2 separate regions of the Danio rerio genome follow, and region 2 is linked to region 1. The links are chromatin contacts, called in public Hi-C maps. All regions are on one chromosome and are shown on one strand. Each heading gives the region's core, a stretch centred on a gene start, on an enhancer-like site or on the middle of the called end of the contact. The rest is flanking DNA. Distances are from core to core; before and after follow the strand shown.

Evidence for each region. A called contact is a pair of places that touch in the nucleus more often than the background predicts.
Region 2: a Hi-C map of embryo shows a contact between it and region 1, with 4 times the contacts expected there. The contact joins the enhancer-like site here to the promoter of lhfpl7 in region 1. A contact is called at or near these places in 9 of 18 Hi-C or Micro-C datasets (caudal fin, embryo, fibroblasts and 3 more) and 2 of 4 datasets of contacts at active chromatin or transcription factors (caudal fin and embryo).

What each region holds. Positions count from the first base shown.
Region 1 is chr5:67,961,334-67,966,152 of GRCz12tu, forward strand. lhfpl7 (LHFPL tetraspan subfamily member 7) reads left to right here and starts at 1,876. Exons shown (of 3, transcript XM_001338138.10): 1 at 1,876-2,524. The coding sequence starts at 2,210. It overlaps LOC141385650 (a long non-coding RNA gene), which reads right to left and starts at 4,534. Exons shown (of 2, transcript XR_012406446.1): 1 at 4,002-4,534; 2 at 2,448-3,671. It also overlaps a transcript of lrwd1 not described here.
Region 2 is chr5:68,193,687-68,198,505 of GRCz12tu, forward strand. The region is part of intron 2 of lhfpl7 (LHFPL tetraspan subfamily member 7); the gene reads left to right. All of the region lies in intron 8 of spata22 (spermatogenesis associated 22), which reads right to left. Among named protein-coding and RNA genes, the nearest start is that of spata22, 22 kb to the right of the region's middle. Within about 2 kb of position 2,840, at least 6 of the 62 cell types and tissues checked have an H3K27ac peak or open chromatin away from gene starts, as enhancers often do.

The sequences.
Region 1 (4,819 bases), core at 626-3,125:
CATCAAAAACTTATTTAATATATTTCAACAACTAAGCATATAGGATGGCATTATGAATACAAAAGTAAAACAGAAAGACAATATTAAATAATAATAAAAAAATAAATGGTCAGACTTTATTTTGATGGTCTGTTTGTTGAATTTAGTTAAGTATTAAGTATTGCATCAACATGTCAACTAATTCTCATTAAATTATAAGTAGACTGTTTGGTTGGGGTTGGTGTAAGTTGACATGTACTTGCAAAGTATCTTGAATGTCAGTATTAATATTGACATTAAGATATTAAGCAGACAGTCTACTGTCTACTGGACCATTCAAATAAAGTGTTACCGAATAAATTTGACATAAAATCATAATAGATCAAATTTAAGTGAAAATTAAGGGAAAATTACAAATTGGGCTATTTAAAAGATCACAGTTTCATTTTTTATTTAATTTTTTTGGTTGAGTAGCTTTATTTAAGTCAGACAATTCTGCAGGTGGGCCACGTGTGAACAAAAGTGGCATTTGTTAATTAAATATTTTCCCAATAATAACAAATAATCGCCTTTATATTCTGTTATGCTTATCAAAAGAATTCATGAATCAGAAACTTTCTATTTTTATTAATGCTTCAAGTAACAAACAAACACACACACACACACACACACACACACACACACACAGGAAAATAGTAATATAACAATCATAGTAATAATTTAACAAAACAAAATAGATAATAATTCAAACATATAGAAATACAATAAGAAAGAACGAGGATAATTAAATAAATTAATGTTTGCTGTTTGTTCAAACTACTTTTTTTTTATTATCTTTGGGGGTTTTTTTTGTGAAGGGTTTCATTTTTTCATGTTGTCTCAAGACAAATGGATTGTGTGAACCCCAGCAATTGTTTTTAAAATGTATTTTTAATTATTTTTTTTTTACAGTGTATGAAAAGGAACTACAGATAAAAGACTTATGCATCAGTGATAAATCCAAAAACTCTGAACACATGACATGAGCAGTGCCTGTGACTCCAATTTGTAAAAAAAGAATAAGTTAATTTCTTTATGTTGTCTCAACACAAATCGATTGTGAGGAACCCAGCATTTTTTACAGTACAAGATAAGATAAACAACTAGAGCAGGGGTGTCCAAACTCGGTCCTGGAGGGCCGTGTCCTTGAGAGTTTATCTCCAACTTGCTTCAACACACCTGCCAGCAAGTTTCTAGCACAGGGGTGTCCAAACTCTGTCCTCCAATCAAGCTCTTTAATAGAAACTTCTAGGTGTGTTGAAGCAAGTTGGAGCTAAACTATGCAGGACACCGGCCCTCCAGGACCGAGTTTGGACATCCCTGCTCTAGTATATCTAGTACAGGGGTGGCCAACCCTTTTCCTGGAGATCTACCTTCCTGCAGATTTCAGTTGCTACCCATATCAAACACGCCTGAACCAATAAATTAGGACCTGAACACCACGTGATAATTACAGGCAGGTGTGAATAAGTTAACTTAATTTCTTTATGTTGTCCCAATACAAATCAATTGTGTGAAACTTACCCTTTTTTTACAGTATAAGATAACATAAGATAAACAACTACAGAGGAAAAACGTATGCATAAATCTCTGGACACATTCGCAGTGATGACTTCAGCTTGTAAAATGGAATAAGTTAACTTAATTTCTTCATGTTGTTTCTTCATTTCGTCAAATCGTTTGTGTGGAGCCCTGAATTTTTAGAGTGAAAGATACGATTAGATAAACAACTACAGAGGAAAGTCTGTTGAATCAGCGATGACTCCAAAACTCTGGACGCATTCGCAGCGGCGGTGACGCCCACCTCCATGTGACCGAGAAACAGGCGCTCAGTGCGGCGCAGTAAGTTTGAGCTTCACTCCTGCAGCCGGAGAGGATGAGGATAAAGATGATGCTAAGATGAGCGAGTAAAACGCAAGCAGAGCGGACTCGCATCTTTTACTACACAGTGAGCACCTGCTGGCGGCGGTTCTGAGTGCTTGAGCTCTGGGTGTGACGGCTGTCTTTTGTCCACCACCTGCTTCCCATCAGATAAATTACCCGGAATATCTCCTCCACTCAACCGGATCGCGCTGGAATTACATTGGACTCAAAAGTTAGGCGTGTGTTATTCGGCACTCTTGGGGTTTTTTTGGTAACTCATGTGTGTTTGCGTGATTGTTGGTGCTCGTCTGCTGTGATTGAGCGCCAGATGCACGCGCTGTTTGACCGCAACTGGAAAGGGCTGGGAATCGATCTGTCTCCGCTCTCGTCGCCCCGCGCCGCCGCGAGGATGTTCAGCTGCGTCGGGTGTTTTTGGGTTCTCCTGTCCTCCGCCTTGGTCGCGATTTGCAGCTTCAGCTTCATCTCTCCCGCGTGGATAGTGAAGGAGCATCCGAAAAACCATAAGGATTCCGTGAGTTTCGGGCTCCTGTGGCACTGCTCCGAGTCTCTGGATCACATGTACAGATGTTACACCTTTGGCGGGCTGGGCAAATTTCAGGAGATTCCGTCAAGCTCTTGGCAGGTAGGACGAGTTTTGGATGAATGGGAAATAATGGAGGAAAGTACTAAGCTGTAAATGTTGAAGAAACCGCAACTTTTGAGTACAACTCTGCCTGACAGAATTAGCTTATATCAATGTCAGACTTCAAGAAGCAACCATGCATGAAATTTGTTTGAGCAACAGAAAATCAAAGTTTTATGGTTAAAACATCAGAAAATCTAAAGGTTTCATGGTTTAAAACAACAGAAAATCTAGAGTTTGATGGTTAAAACAGCAGAAAATCTAGAGGTTGCATGGTTAAAATAATCTACTGAGAAAGATCCCCATTATACATTGATATAGGAATTTGCAGTATGGGAATATATTCATGGAACATGATCTTTAGGCTATAATATTTAATAATACAAGGTTATTTTTCTTATCCAAATATTATATTTAAAAAGAAAAATGCTTAAATTAATGCATTTAAAGAGATATAAAGTTGTATAACAAAAGCACATTTTTTTTAATTAATAAACATTAAATTTTAAACACCTTTTATAATTAAACGCTTTAATATTTTTATTACTTTGATTTTTATTTTGCTTGAATGATTTTTTATAATGTTACATTGATCCTGTTTTCCATCCTGTAAATTTGCCAATATATTTCTTTAAAATTGGCATCAACATCAAATGAATTAAATATGTCAGAAAAACAAAACATTACCTTTTAGAAGAAATGTGTATTTAAAGTAGGACTGCTGTCTGTGTTAGGCTCCACAGCAAGTATTTCTATCATTTTAAAGCCATAATTCACCCAAAAATGAAAATTTGTCACTAATTCTTCAACCTGCACTTGTTTTTGTTTATTTTTTCTGTTGAACACAAAAAAAGATTCTTTAAAGGGTGTTGGAAGCCAGTAACGATTGACTTACATAGTTGAAAAAAACAAAAAACAAATACTATAGTCGTCCATGGTTACAATATTTTTGAAAGCAGCTCACCAGAAGAAAAGAAACTCAATCAGGTTTGTGACAAGCGAAGGATGAGTAGATCACAGAATTTTCAGTTTTGAGTGAACTATAATTTTAGTAAAGTTTTATATATGCATACATATTTTCATAGGCGAGGCAGTGGCGCAGTAGGTAGTGCTGTCGCCTCACAGCAAGAAAGTCGCTGGGTCGAACCTCGGATAAGTTGGTGGTTTATTCCGCTGTGGCAACCCTGGATTAATAAAGGTACTAAGCCGACAAGAAAATGAATGAATATATTTTCATTCATTCATTTTCTTTTCGGATTAGCCCCTTTATTAATCTGAGGTCGCCACAGCCGAAAAAACCGCCAATTTATCCAGCACATGTTTTACGCAGCGGATGCCCTTCCAGCCACAACCCATCTCTGGGAAACCTCCATACACACTCACTCACACTCATACACTACAAACAATTTAGCCTACCCAATTCACCTGTACCGCATGTCTTTGGACTGTGGGGGAAATCAGAGCACCTGGAGGAAACCCACGTGTATGTAGGGAGAACATGCAAACTCCACACAGAAATGCCAACCGACCCAGCCGAGGCTTTAACCAGCGACCTTCTTGCTGTGAGGTGACAGCACTACCTACTGCTCCACTGCGTTGCCCTATATATAAATGCTTCAGACAAAGGATGTCTGACATTTTGCCTAAAAAATGTTACTTTGAAAATAAAATTAGCTGATAATTCACCCTCAAACCAAGATGTGTGTGACTCTTCTTCAGCAGAACAATAAATAAGTTATTTTAGTTGAAACCCTGTTTTTTGGTGATTCATGTAATGCAAGGAAAACAACATACATTTTGTTACTCCTCTTGACACGACAATGCATTGAGGTCTTGAAGCAAAGCAATCAGTCCGTGACAGAAACTGAAAACTACTTTCAACAGGGGTTCCCAAACTTGGTCCTGGAGGGCTGGTGTCCTGCAGATTTTAGCTCCAACCTACCTCAACACACCTGTGCCGAAGTTTCTAGAAGGCCTAGTACAGGAGTGCTCAACCCTGTTCCGGGAGATCTACCTTCCTGCAGATTTCAATTGCAACCCATATCAAACACACCTGTCTGTAATTATCAAGTGCTGATCAGGTCCTATTTAATTCAGTTCAGGTGTGTTTGGTCAGGGTTGGAGCTGAACTCTGCATGAAGGTAGATCTCTGGGAACAGGGTTGAGCCAACACAATCTCACGGCAATTCATAACTTTTTCATTTAGTGGCTAATTCGTATGAATTCGTACAATTTAGTACGATTTGCTTATCCCCCAATGACGGTTGGGATTAGGGGTGGGGTCAGGTGCCACGC
Region 2 (4,819 bases), core at 1,590-4,089, 230 kb after region 1:
GTAAATTATATACAATATAGAAACTGTATTTTACAAATATGCAGTATGTTACCATATTTTAAAGTTGCATCGTGAAAATTACTGTATATTTTAAAGTAAATATATACAATACTGTAAATGAATATACAGCAAGATAAATGGTGCTGTAAATATTTTGCTGTAATTTACTTGCAGTAAGTTACAGGCAAACTGCTGCCAGTAAGTTACTGTAGACTGATAATTACAGGAAATTGCTAACTTCACTTGAAGCAAGCGTTAATATTACATTTGCAAATTAAGGTCTTTTAATTCGCAATTTGCCATTTCCCTCATCATTGTTTCTCAAGCGGCCATCCATCCATCTTCAGGAGCTTATTGGTAGTCTCAGCAGTTAACCTTAGACTTGATGCAAAATTTTGAAGTAGTGCAAGAAAACTTTGGATCAAGACTAAAAGGACAAGCTTTTGGACTGAAATGAGCGTTCTTAACAGGGTGGCAGAGCACACCTTTAGTGATAAGGTGAGGAGTTCTGTCACCCAGGAGGAGCTCGGAGTAAAGCTGTTGCTCCTCCACATTGAGAGAAGCCAGTTTTGGGTGACTCCTGGAAGCCTACTTCTGGAATTGTCCCACTGGGAGGAGACCCTGGGGAAGACCCAGGACACGCTGGAGGGACTATGTCTCTAGGCTTGCCTGAGAATGCCTTGGGATCCCCCACGGAGGAGCCGTCTGAGGAAGTGTCTGAGGAAGTGTGGGGGGGTCCTTGCTGAGACTGCTACCTTACAACCCAGCCCCAGGAAAAGCAGTGGAAAATGAATGGATGAATTATAAGTTTATTTGGTAACTCTTTAGTTTAAAGTAATTCACACTATTAACTACTGGCTTATTACCTGCTTATTATTAACATATTAACTGTGCTTTAGCACGTATAATTTACAATCTCATTATACCCAATACATTTACCATAAGGAGTTGGGTGACAATGGAGGTCAGGATCCAAACGCAGTTTATTAATAGCTTAGTCAGAGAGGTAATCATACTCAGTAATCCAAAATCATACTCATGGTCACAGGTGATAGGTCGGTGCAGAAGACAGCATCAACAATAATAAAAATAGGGATCAAAAACCATGGAAGAACAAGGCAAGGAAACCGCAACCAAATAATACAGAAAACAAGACTCAGCAACGTGTGTGTGAGGTGAATAAAAAGTCCAGATAAACAGTCCATAATGAGTTGCCAGCTGTGTGTGTATAATCTGGGGAAATGGGGAACTGGTGTGTGTGAGGAGCATGATGGTATTTGTAGTCCAGTTCAGTGACAGATGTGAAGTTCTCCAGCGATCTGCAAGGATTAGATCACTTGTGATCGTGACAATACCTAAACCCAACCACTATCTTACTAATTATTAATAAGCAGCTAATTAGTATTTTATTGAGCTAAGTTATTGGTTTAGTTTTAGCTTTTGGTTTAGTTTTAGCTTAGTCAATGGGTTGTTAATAGTGTAAATTGTACATTAAAATAAAGTGTTGCCATTTATATAGAGTTAAAGTCGAAATTATTAGCCCTCCTGTGAATTTTATTTTCTTGATCAAATATTTCCCAAATGATGTTTAACAGAGCAAAAAATAATTGAATTAACAGAATTTCTTGTAATATTTTTTCTACTGCAGGAAGAAGTCTTTTTTTTTGTTTTATTTCAGCTAGAATAAAAGTGGTGTTTAATTATTTAAAAAACATTTTAAGGTCAATATTATCCCTTTTAAGCATTTTTTAATTACCTACAGAAAAAAAAAATTATACAATATACTTGCCTAGACTTGCCTAGGTAACCTAATTATCCAAGTTAAACCTTTAAATGTCACTTTAAGCTGAATACTAGTATCTTGAAAAATATCTAGTTATGTACTGTCTGTCATGATGGCAAAGATAAAAGAAATCGTTATTAAAAAATGAGTTATTAAAACTATTGTTTGGAAATGTGTTAAAAAAATTTCACCATTTAACAGAAATTGAGGAAAAGAATATTAATTTAGGATTAATTCATTCACTAATAATTCAGAGAGGCTAATAATTCTGACTTCAACTGTATATAAAACACGGTAAATACAAGGTAATATTGCAGCTCAGCTACAGTATGGTTCCAGTTTAAAATAGCAAGGAACTAATATTTTATCAAATATAATTTAATTTACTTATTTTCTTTGGCAACAGACAATACTGTTTGTCCTGACTAAATGTGTTTTTCCTTTTTCTTTAAACAAACAAACAAAAAAGATATCTCTTTTAGCTTCATGCACTCATTGACCCTGACTCTAAATATGGCCACTTTTAAGTGTCTGATATTTACGAATCAAAGCCACATGTCCAAACAAATGACCAAAATACCATCGAGTCCACTTTGTAACTGTGCAATCTGAGAATTGAGCTGATGTAGACTTTGAAGCTACTGCAGTTCAGCGTCCGATAAGGTGCACTTTTGTAGCCAAGCATTCCCACACACACACATACACACACCCACAGGCTCAAAAAAATTATCTGATCCAGACCGCAATTGGCCCTGAGCTTTGCAAGCCTCTGCAGTGAAGCGCTTTTTGTTGATGTGACCCGCTTTAATTAAACCCCATACAGTTGTGCTCTCTCTATATCTTTTTTTTTTTTTTTTACTAAAGATTGCCTTCGAAAATTTTATTGAATAGCTTGTTGAGTTTCATTGAAGGCCCTGTCATGTGAGTGTAAACATCCACTGATAGCATTTACTCCCCTCTGCTGGAGAAGCTGCGTTTTCGTGTGTGGATACAGTGAGAGATAGAGAAGGACATTAGCATGTCATTAGCAGAGCAGCTTTGAGATGTCAAGCTCCTGCTGATAAACACAGGCCAATGTAGAGCACAGCTGGATCTCAGCCCATTAAACTGAAGGAAAAAGCTTGGCATGAGAGGGGATTCTGGGTCCTTTTTTGTGTGGAGGGGCTGAAGAGCGATAATAGAGAGATCAATTAAGATGGTCTGCACCCCTGGGCCAAACTAGCCATTAACCAGCTATTAACAGGTTATGCTGTGTGTTGAGTGCTATACCTGGGGTTTCTATGTGATATTGGCAAAGATTCAACTGATTGTGGATGCATATTGGTCACTATAGGCATGATATAATTCTTAATATAACTTGATATATACGCTTATATATTATACCGTTAGGTCCATAAATATTTGGACATCGACACAGTTCTAATATTTTTGGCTCTATGCACTAACACAATGGATTTGAAATAAACAAACAAGATGTGCTTTACCTGAAGACTGTCAGCTTTAATTTGAGAGTATTTGCATCCAAATTAGGTGAACGACGTAGGAATTACAACAGTTTGCGAATGTGCCTCCCACTTGTTAAGGGACCAAAGTTCTTTAATCCAAAGTTGTTGTTTTTTTTTTTTGGCTTGAAATTCTGTTAGCCGTTGACTTACACAGTACAAAATCCAGGGTTCCCCGCAATTCATTAATGTTGTCCCAATACAAATCGATTAAAATAACATAACGTCCGTCTTTCGGATGAGACGTTAAACCGAGGTCCCGACTCTCTGTGGTCGTTAAAAATCCCAGGATGTCCTTCGAAAAAGAGTAGGGGTTTAACCCCGGCATCCTGGCCAAATCTGCCCACTGGCCTCTGTCCATCATGGCCTCCTAACCCTCCACATATCATGATTGGCATATCATCACTCTGTCTCCTCTCCACCAATCAGCTGGTGTGTGGTGTGCGGTCTGGCGCAAAATGGCTGCCGTCGCGTCATACAGGTGGATGCTGCACACTGGTGGTGGATGAGGAGATCCCCCCCCCATTGTGTAAAGCGCTTTGAGTGCCCAGAAAAGCGCTATATAAATGTAACGAATTATTATTATTATTATTATAACAAATTTAAGTGGACTTCACATAAAACAATCAAGTTATCCCAAAAAAATCTCAAGAATTGTGTTGTTTTAGCTCATTTTAAAATAAGTCATTTGAACAAGGATTTTATGTGTGGTGTTTGCATGTTCTCCCCGTGTTGGCATGGGTTTCCCCCAGTCCAAAGACATGCGCTATAGGTGAACTGGATGAACTAAAATTGGCTGTAGTGTATGAGTGTGTGTGTATGAATGAAAGTGTGTCTGGGTGTTTTCCAGCACTGGGTTGCGGCTGAAAGGGCATCCGCTGCGTAATACATGCCATAATAGTAGGTGGTTCATTCCACTGTGGTGACCCCTAATATATAAGGGACTAAGGTGAGGGAAATTGAATTAATGAACTTTTAAAAAGCAGCAAATGATTGTATGAACCACCAAATAGTGATTTTAGCAAAAAAATATTTAATGTTCTATTGAAAAGAAAAGACACTTAACATTTTTATTTTTAAGTGAATTATTCATTCATCTAACGTTTAAAAAGTTATTTTAGTTTGCTTCAACTCTCATAGTAACCATACTTCAGTCTAATTAAAGGCACATGCAATAGTAAGATCTCCTGACTGAGTAGATATTTGACAGGAGTTTTTCGAGCTCTGCTGTTCAGTCATGGGGAGCGAGCACTGATACTGACTGAAAAAAAAGAAAAACTCTTCTAATAGCTTTCCTCAGTCTACCCACACACACCACACCCAAGGACTGTCAGTCATCATCCAATGAATTTTGATCTCAGTCATATATGGGCTGATGGTTTTGTGTATATTTGATATTTCCATGGGAGAATTGGAAACGGTATAGTGGGCCTTTCTTCCATTAATGCTTTGTTGATTGGAATCTACATCAGAAACACGGCCCTCTACTGCCACCATGAGCATTGCTGTTGCTACTACAAGTAAATTGTAAAAC